3 separate regions of the Mus musculus genome follow, and all the other regions are linked to region 2. Evidence: chromatin contacts called from public Hi-C data. All regions are on one chromosome and are shown on one strand. Each heading gives the region's core, a stretch centred on a gene start, on an enhancer-like site or on the middle of the called end of the contact. The rest is flanking DNA. Distances are from core to core; before and after follow the strand shown. Region 1 overlaps Tenm2 (teneurin transmembrane protein 2). Region 2 has its middle 33 kb from the start of Gm34281. Region 3 overlaps Tenm2 (teneurin transmembrane protein 2).

Region 1 (3,729 bases), core at 787-3,286, 3.9 Mb after region 2:
GGGGGTACTTCTTTATTTGGGTCCAAGCAAAACACATATCCTTCTATTGGCAGAGCATGAAAAGAGTTATGCTCTGGCATAACAAGATTAAGCAAGCCCACTTTGAATACCACATTGTGACTGGGGCAGGCAAAAGTGTCTTATTCTTTTTGCACCAATTCAAATTCTACATCTGGCTCACATAGGAATTCCAAACTACAAGATGCTGAGGGTCCTCGGGCAGACTCTTAGACTATGACGTGGTAGAAATTCAAAGAAGGACTATTGAGTTATCTCGTTATTGTTGTTTAGGTTTTGTTTTGTTTTTCCTGAATTGGTAAGTGTTCTAAGTCTGGTGCATGGATTTGACCTTCTGATCTTACAGAAACATGATTTTGAGGAGATGGTCCATCGAAAGGTTGGGCGTCTCCTCTTCCTGCGAGCTCACGACTGTGTTGGCTCAGGTTACCATGGAAAAACAGGCAGTTATCTCACCAATAACTAACTTCTACCAAATACTTGACCTTGGAATCAGCAATTTACATCCTTATAAAAGAGGTCACTGAGGGAATTTAACTGTGTAATCCTGGCCCCCGTGTGGCTAGAGGACAGTGGAAATAGAACAAAGCTCATGAGGCAGCCCTGGAAGTGATTTGAATGGGCAAATCATTTCTTTGCCACTTTGTTTTTTTTTTTTTTTTTTAAAAAATGGAGCCTCCTTTTAAAATAGTCGAGGAAGGTAGGAAGATGCAGTGTAAGTCCATGGCAAATAGTGCCTCAAAAACTCTGCCCCAGGACTCCAGAAAGCCACCAGTCATCACATTTGGAGGGAAACCAGGGAGAATTTAGGTGTGTGCGTTACAAAAAGCTTCTTCCCTAAGACCTTTCCTTCAAACACTATGTCTCCCTTTTATTGTGCCTTTCTTTCTAAAAAACTAAGGGAGAAAAATCACCTTTTAAACTTGAGCCAAGAAACACTATTTTTGCAAGTGCTAATATTTTAGGGTGGGTTCCTCTTTTTTTTTTTTTTTTTTAAGACAATTATCAAGACGAAGCATTTGTTTCTTCTTTTGTTTACCCGTGGCAGTTTGTCAGCAGTTATGGTAAGTAGACTTCCATCTGCCAGTAAAACTACATTGCAAATTGCCGTAGAAATTAGCAGCTTTCATTTTTGCCTACATAAATAAATATGCGAAATAAATTGCACACAAATGCATCCTTTAAAAAAAAAATCACAGGTACACACCGCACAGTTAAATGCCAATCAGACAAAACCAGAGACACACTGCGATTATCTCAGTTTTCAAACCTGGAAGATACACGGATGTGTTTCTAAATGAGAGAGGCCGCGGATCATGCTCGCTGAGATAAAAACAGAAGCTGCCAGACACCGCACTGTGGCTTTATTCTCAGAGTCCCCTGCCTGAAACCCCGCTCTATCTTTTCTCCGTGTGTGTATGTGCTCTCTCTCTCTCTCTCTCTCTCTCTCTCTCTCTCTCTCTCTCTCTCTCTCTCTCTCTCTCTCTCTCTCTCCTGTCTCTCCCTCTGCTCTCCCTCTCTCTCCCTCCCTCTCCCTCCATCTCTCCCTCTCCTCGCTGTCTTCCCTTGCTCATTGTTCTCTCTCCCCCTGCCTTTGATGCACATACGTTGTCACATTCCATCGACTCCTCTCTTCTCTGTTCTTACACTCAAGCCTGGCGGTGCTTTCGCCAGGCAGCAAGCAGCAGCGTCTCCTGCGAGTTTTAGTCATGTGTGCAGCTCAGCTTGATCGAGCGTTCCTTTTCTGCCTTTTCACTCTTACAAAAGATTAAAAGGTGGCGTCACATTGCTCCCCTGTTCCTTCCTGCAGGAGGGACTTAAAAGGGACAACAAAAACTAATCACTCTCAATAAGTATTTTTCTTGCTGGCAAAAAAATAAATAATAATAAAGAAAGGAAAGGAAAGAAAAAAGAAAAAAATAAATAGAAAGGAAAGAAGGCAGAGAAGGGGAAAGGCGAGGGGGTGGACTTAGCGGTGGTGTAATTTGAGCCCGTGGTGAGGATTGGAGCGAGCTAGCGATGCTGCACACTGCTAACAAGGGAAGGAAGCCTTCAGCTGAGGCAGGTAAGAGCGCCGAGCCGATCGGAGGGTTTGACCGAGTGGCTTAGTTAAATTTCTGTTTTCACCGGTTTTATAATTGAGAAAGGCATCTGCAGCAGAAGCCGATTTTTCAGTCGGCTTCCTTTTGTTTAACATAGAAAGTACCTGTATTAATTTTGATGAATTAGAGCATGCAGCAAATTCAATTGAAAATAGATTTGTATAGTAAATGCATTTATATGGAATGATTTTTTTCCTCCCTTTTATTTAAGGGGAGAGATGAGAAATATGATTTTGATCAGAATAGCACTTTGCATTACGTTAAATTCTAAACAGCTAAGGGAAGGGGGAAACATAATTCAATTGATACTGTTTTTGAACTCCAGGACTTAAGCCCTGGGAAGACAGATGGTATTTGAAATTTTTTCCTCTTTCTGAACTTCTGATGCGTTATAATAATTTCTCACCGGAGGTATCGGCAAAGGGCAGAGTTTATTTAAGTCTGGCTGCTTGGGTGTGTTTGGCTTGGCTCTTGTGGGTGAGGCGCATCTCGAATCTCCTGAACCTGAGGCAGGTTGACGGTTTCTAAATGGAGACTAAGTGTTGTCCCAAATGAAATATGAACTTAAAACATCAGGTGAGGGCACGCCTTAGAGAGGCATCCAGTAAATAATTAGGAGAACCGAGTTATGACAGTTTGGAGGGGGAGTTAACTCTGGAAGTGCTGTTGGATAAAGCTTTCTGGATTCGAGACCCCCTTAATGGCAGAGGGGGCTAATTAGAGACTCAAGTGGGAACTTTGATTTAAGCCCCCAAATCTAGGATACCTGTAGTGCTCTTCTAGAGGTAGCTTTAGGTGGACATTCCTTTTGTGCGCTATGAATGGGAACTCTGGATTGTATCTGGTGGCATTTCTCCTTTGACAAGCTCGGGGATGACGCTTTAAAGGGCTCGTATCTATTTTCACGGTGAACAAACAGAGACTATGCTCTATCCTTGAATCATCTCTCAGCACAGGGTGTTTGTGGCCGCAGATGTTGTTTTTAAAGTTTGGGCTATTTGCTGTTAATCTCACTTTTGGTGGATTTTGTTTTCATTGCCTCTGCTGTTAAAAAAAAAAAAAAAATGAAATTGTGACCGGCATGAATGAACTGATATTTGAGAATGGAGAAATATAATACAAATAAGCCAACTTTTGAAATTAAGCGTGACCAGAAATCTGAGTCCTATCCAGGTTTTTGACAAGCGTTACCCGACGTATTTAAGTTGGTTTTTAAATTACCTTGGTGGGCATAGGGGAAGTTCCTTACAAGTGTGCTGTTTGATTAAAGAGAATGCTTCCTGGGAAGGGAATATGGAAAGGTGATGGCCGTGCCTCTAGGCTTGGCCCTAGGAAAAACTGCCCTTCTATGGCTCTGTGGAGTTCAGTGAGCACAGAAAGATAGTATTTCACACATTTGTGTCGTGATAGAATGTTTTCTTGCTTAGTTTCCAAACTGGACTGGCTGTTTAACACCTCTATCTGGAGTATCTTGTGTTGCCAGACCCACCTAATGGCATCTTGTACATGCAGCTCATGGATTCAGCCTTGAGAGGGCATGGGGACAGGCTCGGTACTGGGCAAGGAGGAACAAGTGGAAAGTGGCTCTGGTCAGACAACGTCTGGACAA
Region 2 (4,018 bases), core at 18-2,517:
TATAAATAATATTCATACTATTTAAAATGGAAGTTTCTATACATATTGCTCTATTTATAAATGATTTATATTTGTGAGAAGTACATTTTTAGGTATAACCTTTAAAAACCTCATTGGAAAACAGATGCACTATTTTCTCTGACCACAAGAGGGCAATAGTGTCACGTGTAAAAAAATGCCTGTCTACCACTTTCTGAACAGATGGCACATTTGTTAGACTTCATTGGATGTATTTTTCCTTTATTGAAGCACAGGGGAATTTCACATTTTGCAGGTAGGATGGGCAAAGATAGTTAAAATTTTATACTGTATTTTTATCTCTTTGTTTATGCTGATAAAGGTAGCAAAGACAATTGATTTATCCTCCTTTGTTGCTGTTTTGAGGAATTTAGTGTGTGAACAAGCTTAGGTGAGTGCTCTCCATCACTACGACCCTGCAGAAGATGTTCTGTTGATTTTGCATTTAATTGGAAATGTCACATAGCTAATGTAAAACTCATCCTCAACCAAGCCCTCCAGTACCTCTCAGATCCTGTTGTTCCCAGGACGTCCTTGTGTTTTATCTGCCTCTGCACCTTTAAGTAGCTACAATCCAGCAAGCTTTCGGTGCGAATAATGTTGTGTGACCTTTCTTAACCCTATGATCATAGAAACTCTGAAGTGTCCCTTTCACAGATGGGCTGAATCCTGCTGGGTTCCTAATGTCCTTGCCTCCCTCTGGGTTCTTCAGCTCTTAACTCAAAGCTAATCAGCTCCCTCTTTCCAAGGTGTGATGAAGCAGAGCTTCCTGCACTGTAAAGGTAGACAGTTTTAGGATTCTTGCCTTGGGCATATGTGGTTTATCATGCTGTATTGGCCCGTGCAGGCTTTTCAAATTAGCTGTCAACACTTAAATGCAAACGGTTCTCATTAAAGACCCACATTTCTTGCATTTCTGGCAACATTGGACGATGTAGTAGTGCTAGCCTGAACAGTTGCTGTGAGTATCGGGGCAATCACCTTCTTTGTGGCTCTGTAGAGTCGCTACCCACACAGCCCCTCCCCTGCTTTGTTTCAGAAACAAAGAGAAATGCCTTGCTAATCAAATTTGAAGTTTTCGTCAAACGAAGAAAAATGGTAATTTAAACAGGGAGAGACTCATGGCTCAAGAAACTCAAGGCTAAGAGAAATAAACTGACCTCGCAAATTTCGAATTTCAGCACCTGGGAGAGCTCCATCTTTGGCCAGGGGGGCTTCAGGTTGGCTCTTGCACAAAGTGACTCACAAAGTTTCTCTCTCACCAGACCTAGGATGCATTCACTTTGTTGTCCCAGTGCCCTGCCTGGCAGGATGTGAGAGCACTCACTAGAAGGTCGGTCACGACCTAGTTTTTTTTTTTTTTTCTTATTTTTCCCGTTGCGAGTGGTGGCCCATGGAACCCCTAACAAGCATGTTGGAAAGTCACTGCCTGACTAGGCTGGGAAGAACGGGTTAGAAAAGAGCAACTGGAGTAGCAAGCTGAGGCTCCCGTGCTTCTGACAGGGATGCCTCTCCAAGACTGCTCTCCAGTTTCAGTGGCAGCTGAGCCAAGCACAGCCTACAGTGGCTAGAAGGGCAGACAGGAAATCCATTTCCTGCTGCGTGTTCATCGGCAAACCGCCCAAAGCAAACAGCTCGGGAAGTTTGCTTTAGTGGAGACAAACTTACAACTTTGCTCCTTCAAAGCCCTTGTTTACAAGTCAAAGCCAAGGTTCACTGGGGCTTTGTCAGCACCTTCGCTTCCACAGCCAGAGTCACTGGCCTTTTGTTACTGAAGACAGTTGCTACAGCTGCTGGCTTTAGGCTTTAGCTCCGGGGATGGAGATAGACTCCACTACAGGTTTAGCCAGGATGCTCACTGGGCCTGTGTTCATGAGGATTCCATGGGGCGAAATTGGGGAATTTAGGGAAAGTGGACAAACCACAAACACCCTAAGATCTTGTGCGTCTGGAGTGTTCTCTCATATCTTATTGTGGAGTAAGGAGACTGGAAATAGAAATTGAGCCCCACGGTCTGTAGAGACAGAAGGATTGTCTGGATTTGAGGTCAGCCTGAGGCACATAGTGAGAGCCTGTTATCAAAAAAAAAAAAAAAAAAAAAAAAAAAAAAAAAAAAAAAAACAAACCTAAGCAAAAGAATACATATGGAAATTGAGTGCACAGAGGTGCTTGAAGCAGGCCTTTCAATGAGTAGAATACATTTAAGACACTTTTCAAGAGATGCCACTGAATGTCACCGTACAGTGGCCAGTATTATACTTAGCAGAGTGGATCTGTTAGCCTGAAAGGAGAGACCTATAATAATTGCTAATATTTGTAATAAAAGGGAATGTGCCTTAAAGATGGAATTTTGTGGATTAAAAAAAAAAGCAACAGCACAAATGTTCTGCTGCTCTCGGTTTGGTAAACACTTTCCTGTGCAGGAAGTTAGGGAAAGGAGGTATACTTTGGGGAAACACAATAGAGAACCTGTACATGCCAGGAGTCACCACGGGATTGGGTAGGTGACTAGCTTCGTTGAAGGAGGACTTGAAATCAAGAGGTCAGGACCTATGCTTCTGGTGGAAGCCCCATCTGGTGTGGAGTCCTAGCTATTATGCTTTCTCTCAGTACAATGTTGAGTATGCTAAGTACTTCTTTAAAATTCAGTTTCTCCTCCTGCTAGAAATGGGATGAGGAGAGGGCCAGGTCCTTGGATCTAGTAACATTAATGATAGGGCTTACATTAAGACATATATGACCTGTTTGAAATGGATTTCAAAGCCCTGCAACCTTACTACCACTGAAAACACAAACCACATCACCACCTCATTCCGTTCGACCCTTCCCAAACTTTTATTTTGGTGCAGGCATAAGTTAGTAGTCTAGGTTGTTCCATCCTAGCTCCTTGAGATATGAGTCCTTTTTCAGAAAATGCTCTCCTCCCATTCAGGTTTTCCAGATCTAATTCTTTCAAACTGCATTGTTGACGTTTCTTGACTGCAATTCCACTAACCTTTGGCATTTCTTCAAACTTCATGTTCTTATGCTGACCACATCTTCTGTAATTCTCTTCATCGTTCTCTAAAATGTAACATGGTTCTCCCTCCCTGGTAATTGTATTCCTCTCAAACTATCCTTTCCAAGAAAGAACCTGTGGGGTTCAGCATTCAAATAAACCCAGGAAAAGGTTGCTTGCTTAAATTGAGTTTTATGCTAATGTACACCATCATTTTTCAAAGGGTATGACCTCATACAAGGATTGTCCAGTGTTTGGCCTCGACATTGCATATGTCAGTGCTCATGTACTTGTGTGGGTACACTTGCCTGTGTGGGCACACATAGAGGTCAGAGGTTAACACTGGAATGTCGTTTTGTGACCACTTCACCTTGTTTTTGAGATAGGGACTCTATCTCTTTTTCTCCCTTTAACATTTTTTTATTTGTAACTTTAATAAAAGGAAACATGATTGCATCACTTCTCTCTCCTTCTCCTCCCTCCACCCTTTCCCATCACTTCTCTCTCCCCTCACTTCACAAGTTCATGACCTCTTTTCCAGGTCTCATTTAGCCAGCCATTTAGTTGAGTTTTCATGAGTGCTGTTTCCTTGAGTCAGGATCTTCTACTGAACCTAAAGCTTGCTGTTTGGCAAACCTGCCCCAGGATCTGCCTGCCACTAGCCTCTGGCCCTGGTGCTATAACCATCTGTCGCTTTTTGGATACTATAGATCAGACTCCAGTCCTCATGATTGCATAGCAAATGTGTTACCCACTGAGCCATCCTCCTTATCCCGAAATGAAGAGATTCCTTCCCTCCCATTTTCTCTCTCTCTCACATCCTTCTTTCCTTCCACTTTCTTCCTTCCCACTTCCTTCTTTTCCATTTATGATATTATTTTACTTGTCTTTTAAAATAAACTTGATTAATTTTTAAAAAAAACTCACTAAAAAATAAAAACATTACATGCCCAAATTAGTCAGACCCAAATTTTACACAACTTAATGAACTTGTATTCAGTA
Region 3 (4,054 bases), core at 858-3,357, 4.4 Mb after region 2:
AGTGTCCTGAAGCTGACAGTGGCAATATACCCTGTACCTGGGAGTGACAACCCTGAGCAGCACCGGAGGGAGCAGTTCTGAAGAGCAGTTTCACACGGGTAGGGCATTGGGGAGGTTGTCATTATTGCCTGCCAGGACCCATTGCTTTTTCATAGACATGAGCATCTAAGCTTTGTTAGGCTGGGGCCCTCCACTGCCCCTGAGAAGCTGGCAGTACCTGTCTCAGAACTCGGGGACCCTCCTCCACAGACCCAGCAGCAGCTGGCTCCAGGCAAGCTCCGGTAACCCAGCGGTATCGGGTTTTTTTTTTTTTTTTTGAAAAAATCATTTTAAAACAGCTAATTCCTTGGCTCCCTTCACCTGGTAATTACAAATCAGAAGCTATCGTTATCTTGAAGCAACCACGATTACTTCTCATTTCCTGACCTCTGTATGGTGAAAATATGTCATTATTTGAGGCAATAGAATCTGGTCTCTTCAAGTAAGTGACCTACATATAACAGATAAACTGCAGGAGAAAATTAGGTGTTACCTCGACGGAGAGAGTACAGTAAATGTCACTTACTCTTATTAGTATTTATCATCTGGGAAAGTTGCGACCGTTGGGCCTTGCACCTCATGGAAATGGAGAGCCAGAAAATGTGGCTTGAGGTGGAGAAGCCTGTGAGAGAAAAGCAGACACGGACTCTCCCAGGTACCTTGCCATCTTAATCTGCCACCATCAATCTAAGCTGCATTGTGTGAAGATGGGTTTTTAACCTTAATAGAATAGAGCCTGACTTTAAGTGGTGGTAGGCATGCAGAATTAATTGCTATGTGAACAATTTCCTAAGCATTGTTAATTGTGTTTCCTGTGGTTAATTGTTTCTCCCATCCCCACCTTCAAACTCAGAACTTTCCTGTCAACAGCCCTTTCTCTCCTGCGGAGCTACTACGAATGTGGCAGCAGGCATCAACCTGTGCCCATTGAAATGCCAGACAGACAGGGCACAGTTGTTGTTTGCGTGGGAAATATACAGGGGATGGATTCCTTATTTATTTACAAAGGAAGCGTTTCTTAGATGAGGGCCTGGAAAGAACAGAGGTGTTTCCCTCCCCCTTGGTAACAATACAACCAGGATCCATCAGGGAGAGATACGGACACTGAGTTTTCTAAAAATCACTCTAGGTATCTGCACAGGCTAAGTGACAAGACCAGAAGGCTGCCTGGAGGCAGAGGTGGCAGCGTACATGGAAACCAACCTCTGAATGCATGCCTGTCTCCTGAGAGCAAGTGCTTATGGGAATCTCATCTGTGTCTCATGCCGTACTTGGGGGAAACAGAATATGCTGTGTTTGTTTTGCTTTTTTCTGGAAAAGGCTCTACCACTATTACACATATGCACACACATTCATGCACACATATGCTCACACACACACCTTAAGCATTTTCACAGTGTGCTAAAAAAGATATGCATTCATCATGAATACAGGGAGAAATTATATATATTCAAACTTTGGCACAGTTAGATAGGCATGCTCTAAGTGGGCCGGAGAGATTGCAGATACCTCTGGCTGTGGTGGCATTTTAGGGTCGGTCAAATGGGAGCAGTGTAGCCTTATTTCTGAACTTGACTCACATTTTGAGTAGCTGGGTGAACCCAGCCTTTGCCAGTGCACCTGTCTAAAAGCATTCATGTCAGATGTGTGGCCAAGCAGGCGAGTGATGAGTGACCCCATCCTGAAAGATAAAGACCTATATGCAGCCTCCCTCCTCCACTTCCCACAAGGGGTGCTGCCCCTGAGGCTGGGAACTGCAACAAAGCAGAGACAGAAGCTCTTAGATTGCCACTTTCTATATTTTAGCTAATCCTGACGGCCTGGGGCAAGCCATTTTTGAACTGCAGTTTCCTTAAAAGGCAGTCGCTTGGAAAAAGGCACCTGGCCCTCCCCCTTGACATTTGCATTGCTGAATTATCTATTCATACTTTCATTACTTTGTCTCTCCTGCAGCAATGCATCTGCTCGGACTCAATTGGCAACTCCAGCCGGCAGATGGACACACCTTTAACAATGGCGTAAGGACCGGCTTACCAGGAAACGATGATGTGGCAACAGTGCCATCTGGAGGCAAAGGTGAGGTTACAGCTGCTGCTTGCCCTATTGAGGTCACAGGAAAAGTCAAGGCTCTTGATGGCTGCTACAGGTTTTTTAATCCAAGTCGTGGAAGGCATGTGAAAAGAAAAGAGAAGAAAGGAAAGGAAAGGAAAGGAAAGGAAAGGAAAGGAAAGGAAAGGAAAGGAAAGGAAAGGAAAGGAAAGGAAAGGAAAGGAAAGGAAAGGAAAGGAAAGGAAAGGAAAGGAAAGGAAAGGAAAGGAAAGGAAAGGAAAGGAGAAAGGGAAAGAGGAAAGGAAAGGAAAAGAGAAAGGGAAAGAGGAAAAGGAAGGGAAAGAAGAAAAAGAAAAAAAACGACTGCCTTTCATAGGTGCCCCTGTTTAAAAGCTGTTTGCTGTTCCTGTCTGTTAGCTGTGTTTGGCTGGAGTCACTTGGATCTGGCAGAGCGCCTGCTCCAAGCAGTGTGCATACCTATGCTATCTACAGCAACTGATTTGATGTAGCATGCCTGAAAGCATTCCGGGGCCTAAGCAGAAGCAGCAGCAGCAACAGCAGCAGCTGGAGCAGCGGCAGCAGCAGCAGCAGCAGCAGCAGCAGCAGCCAAAACCTGCCTGATCAGAAGGCAGGAAGCAGCTGGCAGTACAGGCCACTAGTCTGGGTCCTTCTCCCACAAGGATAGATACAACCTCCCTGGGGAGTAGTCTCGCCTGGCTCGCCTTGAAAGAGACAGAGCTGTTCTGCTTTGGGAAAGAATAGAAAGGACTTTTGACAACTTGGCAACAAAGCTTCCCTTTTTGGGCCGGGAGGAGGACAATAGGAGTGTTCATTGAGGCAATCAGGCGACTGTATTCGCGTAGGGGAGAAAAATAGGTGCTAACAAGGTGCTAAAAAAGCAGAGAGAAAAAAAACACAGAACCATGGGGAGGTGGGGACAGGAGCAATTAAAAGACAAGAGCAGCCAATGGCACAGCTAACAGGGCTGGCATTTGGTAATCTGGTGGCAGTTTGAGTGATTCGGATGGAAATCACATAAGCAAGGGATTGTATCAAAAGGGCTTCTCCAAACAGAATTTTTCAGTCCATTTCAGAGAGAAGGGTGGGGAGAACACCGCCGGAATATTTCAAAGAAAAAGAAAGGATAACTATCACATATCCAACATAACATAGTGTAACTTCAGCTCCAAGAGCAGGAATCTCATCTCTGAGAAATTCAGGCCCAGAATGTTCTAGAAACTGATCCAAATGAAACAGGATAGGCACAAACTTGAATTCGGGACTGTGTAATATGCATCTTCAGACAGGACGTGGGCTTTTCCTCTACCTGTGCTTTCTCCCGAGGAGACTCCAGAATTCCTCAGCCTTGGCTGTGTGTTACTTACCCTAATACGCTAATGGTCTCCCCGGGGCTGTCCTACACCTTTGGGTAGGACTCCTCGGCCTTTTCATTCAGTCTTTAAGAAACGCTCTTCCCATCCGTCATAATCTTAACGCTAAATCATCTTTAAGTAAGCATGAAAAAGTTTTATCTAAGGATGAAATGATACGCTTCCCATTATTATGTAGGTGAAACTAGATCTCAAAATAACTAACTGCCCACATTCTAACTGCCCACATTCTGCTTCAGCTGACCACAAAGCCCAGTGACAAATTTATTGCCCTCAGTTTTAAAATCTGTTCACCTCTAGTACTTGACCTCACTCCTTCCTTTTCTCCTTTACAACAATGGCTCTCATTTTTGCCCCTTGGGAGACATTTGGCAATGACTGAAAAGGGTTTGTTTTTGGGTTTTTTTTTCTTTTCTTTTTTTTTTTTTTTTTACTGTCACAATTGGAAGAGGTGCAACTAGTGGGTTAAGGCCAGGGGTGCTGTTAAATGACAGCCAGTACACTGGCTAGCTCCCTCCCTGTGGTGAAGAATTACCTCGGTTTGGAGGACCAACAGGATGGCTCTTAGAAGCCCT

Evidence for each region. Hi-C and Micro-C count contacts between places; a contact is called where the count stands out from the background.
Region 1: a Hi-C map of cerebellum shows a contact between it and region 2, with 2.6 times the contacts expected there. The contact joins two enhancer-like sites. A contact is called at or near these places in 3 of 484 Hi-C or Micro-C datasets (cerebellum, cerebral cortex and cortical neurons).
Region 3: a Hi-C map of stem cell-derived motor neurons shows a contact between it and region 2, with 7 times the contacts expected there. The contact joins two enhancer-like sites. A contact is called at or near these places in 9 of 484 Hi-C or Micro-C datasets (the N1E-115 cell line, adipose-derived mesenchymal stem cells, cerebellar granule neurons and 6 more).

What each region holds. Positions count from the first base shown.
Region 1 is chr11:36,675,823-36,679,551 of GRCm38.p6, reverse strand. The region is part of intron 2 of Tenm2 (teneurin transmembrane protein 2); the gene reads left to right. Among named protein-coding and RNA genes, the nearest start is that of Gm51889, 20 kb to the left of the region's middle. Within about 2 kb of position 2,036, at least 114 of the 459 cell types and tissues checked have an H3K27ac peak or open chromatin away from gene starts, as enhancers often do. A contact at or near this core is called in cerebellum and cortical neurons, where this site is marked.
Region 2 is chr11:40,597,875-40,601,892 of GRCm38.p6, reverse strand. No RefSeq gene overlaps it. Among named protein-coding and RNA genes, the nearest start is that of Gm34281, 33 kb to the right of the region's middle. Within about 2 kb of position 1,267, at least 36 of the 459 cell types and tissues checked have an H3K27ac peak or open chromatin away from gene starts, as enhancers often do. A contact at or near this core is called in cerebellum, cortical neurons and stem cell-derived motor neurons, where this site is marked.
Region 3 is chr11:36,219,469-36,223,522 of GRCm38.p6, reverse strand. Tenm2 (teneurin transmembrane protein 2) reads left to right here. Exons shown (of 29, transcript NM_011856.4): 6 at 1,993-2,115. Among named protein-coding and RNA genes, the nearest start is that of Gm46251, 57 kb to the right of the region's middle. Within about 2 kb of position 2,107, at least 46 of the 459 cell types and tissues checked have an H3K27ac peak or open chromatin away from gene starts, as enhancers often do. A contact at or near this core is called in cerebellum and stem cell-derived motor neurons, where this site is marked.